Regions from separate parts of the Gasterosteus aculeatus genome. Here region 2 is linked to region 1. A link is a contact called in public Hi-C data. All regions are on one chromosome and are shown on one strand. The core of a region is the stretch at or near the end of the contact, and the rest is flanking DNA. Distances in the headings are between cores, read along the strand shown. Region 1 overlaps mical2b (microtubule associated monooxygenase, calponin and LIM domain containing 2b). Region 2 holds the start of mical2b (microtubule associated monooxygenase, calponin and LIM domain containing 2b).

The links. Hi-C and Micro-C count contacts between places; a contact is called where the count stands out from the background.
Region 2: a Hi-C map of tail fin shows a contact between it and region 1, with 2.9 times the contacts expected there. The contact joins the promoter of mical2b here to the enhancer-like site in region 1. A contact is called at or near these places in 3 of 6 Hi-C or Micro-C datasets (skeletal muscle, tail fin and whole body).

The regions. Positions count from the first base shown.
Region 1 is chrX:4,992,430-4,995,129 of fGasAcu3.hap1.1, forward strand. mical2b (microtubule associated monooxygenase, calponin and LIM domain containing 2b) reads right to left here. Exons shown (of 31, transcript XM_040162601.2): 13 at 1,437-1,642. Among protein-coding and RNA genes, the nearest start is that of parvaa, 20 kb to the left of the region's middle. Within about 2 kb of position 1,427, at least 2 of the 9 cell types and tissues checked have open chromatin away from gene starts, as enhancers often do.
Region 2 is chrX:5,026,315-5,029,014 of fGasAcu3.hap1.1, forward strand. It overlaps mical2b (microtubule associated monooxygenase, calponin and LIM domain containing 2b), which reads right to left and starts at 1,322. Exons shown (of 31, transcript XM_040162601.2): 1 at 1,084-1,322.

The DNA.
Region 1 (2,700 bases), core at 177-2,676:
CTCTCCTGGGCCTCCATTCACTCCAGCAGTTCAACATACGAGAGGTGCTGTTGGGAAACGCTCTGCTGGAAAATAATTTTATAGAAACCCATCTTTGAGCAGATGTTTGTTTACTTTTGTGGGTCAATAGATAGAGACTAATAGAGACTTCTGTATTACGTTGAGTATGTTTCAAAGTTTCTCAGATTTACTTGTATTGCTTATATCTAATGAAGCCCTGTGAGATGAAAGGGAAGGTTCCTCGTTGGGTTACTTAACATTTGTGCCCAAGAAAACAAATACAATAAAATAAATTCTAAGACTCTTCTTAACCTATTTCCATCTGGATTCAATTTTTTCAGAAAACAAAACAACGGTCGCCTTCATCATACTCGCACATCAACCCAATTCAACATCAGGCCACAATGAAAAACATTATTAACCAATTTATTAATGAACCAAAACCCACTGGAGTCGCTTTGCACAACAACTCACACCATCAAACGCACATTGTGGCAAAATGGGACACAGTGATGACATCAGCTGACCTGATACGGCCAAACCATGTCTGCAAGTAAGTTTCCACTAGACGGACTGTGCAACTGGCTCACGGTGTGCATGTTAAAGCACAACAAGGTGAAACATGGCTGACGCCATCGAGACCAGCTGAGGGCCTCCAGAGTCACGCACAGCAACTGGATATGGTTTCCTCAGACATAGCGCGCATACCAGTCACGGCTCTCGAGGGGGGGCAGACCTGACCATGGTTGTGTAACGTGCAAAGAAACAGAGATCCTGTTCGGACAGCAAGGGTTGCATATTTTGCAAACTAGTCATTTCTTTTATCAAACTGTGGTAATGTTCAAGGAAATACCTTGATTTTAGGTAAATTTAGTCTGCTAGGTAAAATAACAATCTAATCTGTTTAACATAGGACATAAAATGCCCCATGTTTTTTTGACCCATTCAAAATTTCCAACCACACTGCATGGTCAGCCTTTTCTAATAAGTCAGAAAGGACTTAAAGCCGCTGAATAGATCAACATAGTCTCTGGTTAGCATTCACTACATTTAGCTACTGAGAAAGGGTTTCATGTCAGAAACCACATTGTCGCTAACTCCACTATGATTATCAAATCTGCCACTTCTACAAAAAAGCTTTGGACTTTACAATGTAATTTACACTATTGTTTAACTCCTCATGTAATCCCTATTATGATAAAGGGACAGTTCACCAAAAAAAGTAATATAGCAAAAAAATAATGGTTAACACCTCCAAAACTCTGCAACTCAGCCTGAAACAATCTACATTGACAAATCGTGTGAAAAGTGAGATAAAAAGCACTTGCTTTTTTATTTGGGATGAACTGGCCCTTTAAGAACTCTGCAGCAGCCAACATGGTGAATTGTTGGGCACTGTTTTGATCGTCTGTGACAGAAGTAGGGAGGAGCCTTACCATTTTCGTTGATGTTTCCTGGGGAGTTCCTGAAGGCCTCGTAGAATTTGGAAAGGTAGAGAACCATCAGCAGCTTGTCCGGCTCGGCCACCGCAGCCATCTCCTTCCCCCTCGTCATCGGCTGAATGCCAAACTCCCGCTCTGCCAGGTCAAACGCCAGCTGGTTGTTCGCCGCCACGTCGTCCTCGTTCAGAGAGTCATAGTCGCTGAGGAAGAACCAGAGCAGATGGAGGTTAGCAGCCGTGGAACATCATCTTTGTTCCCAGTGCAGAAGGAAATGCTGCATCTGATATTAAAGATCTATTTTTTTCATCAGTTCACCACTGGGTTGATGTAGAGTTAAAGACAAACAAAGACTAGTAGAATTAAAGAGTTATTTGCTGCCTTGCTGCCACCACACATCTACTTCCTGATGCGACAATAAGAAGACTACATACATGAGGCTTTGATGGCTTAGAGCAGAAAACATTTACAACTTGTCATGTGTTTTATGTTTTATAATAACCAAGTCAAAAACATGAAAAAGGTTGCTTGTGGCGATAAAGCAACAGGGAATTATCTCCTGAATCTACACAATGCACTGCTGCTTATGGTGCTGGTATTTTTTGACTGAAAATCCTCTTTGTGTGTGCATGTCAGAAAATGCCATCTTCGGGGTTTGGGCGTGGTAAGCAAAGGTTCCACCTAACCCGGCATTTGCCTGTGTTCACTTGTGACTTGCAAAACAGCGCACCGACCACGCATACATCCTGTCTCTACAAGAAGGGATCATACAGTGGGTGTGGAATCACAGCTCCCCGCCTTGACGGAGGATTAACACAACAAGTTCACACGGCCCCTCCTTAAAGAAGTGATGTCACTCCAACCGAATACTCTGATACTTTTAATTGCTTTCTCAGCAGCGAGCCAGCAGACTGGAGAAAGTAGGTCATTGAAATGAAATCCATTGCAAGGATTGAGTGTCAGGTTGAATCACGAACGTCTTAAAAGTGGAGCGTTCTACAGAAACCAAATAAACCATTGTCTATTCGTCAAATGATATCTGAGCAAGGAAAAACTGAAAAGGGGTGTTATAATTCACAAATTACTGCCATGACTGCAGCACCCTTAAGCTGCCAAGATATTTAACATCTAGCTAATAAATAAAAACTTTGATACACTCATGATCAGTTAAGAGTGTCCAATAATGATTTGAAATAAATGTTCTGATTTCTAAAGTCTCCTTTGTAAAAGTGATCTTTATGAGATTTAGTGAATACGTAAA
Region 2 (2,700 bases), core at 72-2,571, 34 kb after region 1:
CCCATTCATAAACTGATGACAGGAGAACCATACACAGTGACACCTGCCATGAGTAACTACCATTCACACGCTGTAGTCGCAGCTACAGGAGCAATGTTGGGTTAAGTGTCTTGCCCAAGGACACAACGACATGCGGGTTAGCCGGGCCTGGGATTGAACCCACAACCCTCTGATTGGAGGACGACCGTGCTCCCCACTCACCCACAGTCGCCCCCATTTGCTCAGCAGCTGTAAGTAGACAACAAGCTTATTTTCCTGCAATAACCTCTGTTTAGAAGCAGCATTCAAGGATTTGCCCAAGTCTTCAACCTCTTCGCCCCTTATGCTGACCAAACTGCTTCTAACCAGCACTTGGAACTCAGCAAAAATAAGCTACTTGAAACAATGGCTTTTCCTGATGCCAATTTACCTCAAATTCATAATCCATGTAGAAGGAGCCATGCAAACTTGCTCGGTGTGTGTGTGCGTGTGTGTGACCAGGTGCCCAATTTCTATATCACACTAGTCTGACTAGGTTTCAGGTCCCCATGGTCGTGTATGGAGCCAAATCCAGGTGAAAAGTTCTGTTAATTTGAAAAACAAATGTGAACCTGAAAGTTTTGTTGTTGAGCCTGTCCACTGTGACACTGGGGCTTCTCGGCACACTCACCCCCTCTTCAGTGTCCTCCTTTCTACCAAAAGTTTAACTTGTTTGAGTAATCAATCGAGCTAAATATATTTTAATATTTGTATCTGATGTGTAAAAGTGATTCAAAGTAGCTCTTCAATGCATTGGTGGAACTTCATTACAGCAGGTTCACGTATGTTATTTGACTAATTTCCATCATAGATTACAACAGATTTGGAGCACCATTGCCGCTAAACCTTTGAGCCAGGCCTTGCACACGTCACCTGTTGCACCTCCACCGTCTATAGAGTTACAGCTGGGAGGATTAATATTTCAGAGGCACTTGAAATTCCACGTAAAAAAACGCCCGAAGTTCGCACCGCGTAACTAAATTAATCGTTTCCTTGGCGTCGTGAGACCAATGTCAGATATGAAGCATTTCAACATTCCCGATAGGCGCACAGTCGGATACTCACGCTCGGGGAGGAAAGTGCGGCTGTCAGCTGCTCACACCGGTGAGTCAACGGGGGAACGGGGGGGGGCGAATCGAGCAGCAGTTCCGCTGGAGTTCTCCGGGTTATATCCTCAGTGTCGTTAGTGGAGGTCCTAAACACTCACAGGTTAGTTAACGCGCTACTGCGGGCGCGGTGGTTCACTCCAGCGACCTGTTCCTCACATGATAGCCGCCGTGTGTCTCCTACCCCCCTCTCCCGGTGTAGATTAGCATCAAATCCCACCGCGCGTAGGGAGTACACTTCCGGTTGGTGTTTTTCTAGAATAAACCTTCCAGTAATGACTAGCCAAGTGGTGCAGTAGAACAGATAGGTAGGCGTTGCTGTCTATTCACCCGTAGGTCCATGCATCACACTGCATCAGGACTGACTATCAACTAAAAAATCATTTTAGCAACTAGTTCGTGAATATTACTGCAAGGCGGAAACATTTCTTCACATGCTATGTAGGGCCAGAAAATCAACATTTAATCGTTTAGATACCTGTTCAGAAAGGGTTTTCCAAACAGATGAGACACCCTTAAAAATAATTAATGTCTCATCATTATGAAGATTCGGATGACTGTGTAAATCAAGCTCCTCCAAATTCTCTACTAAAACATGAATAAAAAATAAAAGAATGTAATCACACCTTTATTTCGGTCCAATGTAAGTATAGTTTTTAAACACATTTTATTTTGAAAGTACATTTGCTTCATGTCCGCTACTGCTTGTTTGGGTAACTTGACACAGCCGGTGCCTGAATTAAGAAAAACTGCACATCCCATCGCTCCTTAAAAATCAGACATCGAAGCCATAGCGTCACCTTGTGCGTATTTTGATGGTTAAATCACTTTTCATGGGTTAGTATTAATGTCACAGACAAGTAGATACGAAATGTGTCAGTATAAATTTTCATACCAGGATTTGGAATAGAAATACATATTCTTGGTTGATGGCTTTTGTCACTGGGTTCCTCAGCCACATGTGGTGCCAGTGACGTGCAGTCACTGCCTACCTGCAAAAATTCAAACATAAAAATGTTTATTAAATAATTGTATTTAATAAACTTGTATTTGTATTTTTACTGTTCATTCTTAGAATTATAGATGCAATATGTGTGTTATTCCATTGTTTAGTTACAATGACAGGTGCAGTTTTACTGTCCATTCACTGCAGACAAGCGAAAAATCCATGTTGCGCATGTGCACTTCGATCCTGTATTCTACAACATATATGTCTGGAGTCTATCGCAGCCAACTTCGGGCGAGAGACTGGGTACACCCTGGATCGGTCGCCAGCCAATCGCAGGGCTAACACAGAGACATACAACCATTCACACTCACACACCTACGGGAAATTTAGAGTCCTCAACCTGATCCCCAGAGCATGTATTTTTGGGTGGATCATAGTTTTGACTGTTTCATTTTTTTTTTTTTATAAAATCTTTTTTTCTTTTTTTCATTCTTCACACCCCTCCCAGTTGATGCCCCGCCCCCTACGCCACATCAGGGTCAAAAGTCTGAATGTGAAAAAAAAGATTTGAATGCGAAAAACGATCTGAAAGTGAAAATATAAGATTTGAATCTGAAAACATAAAAT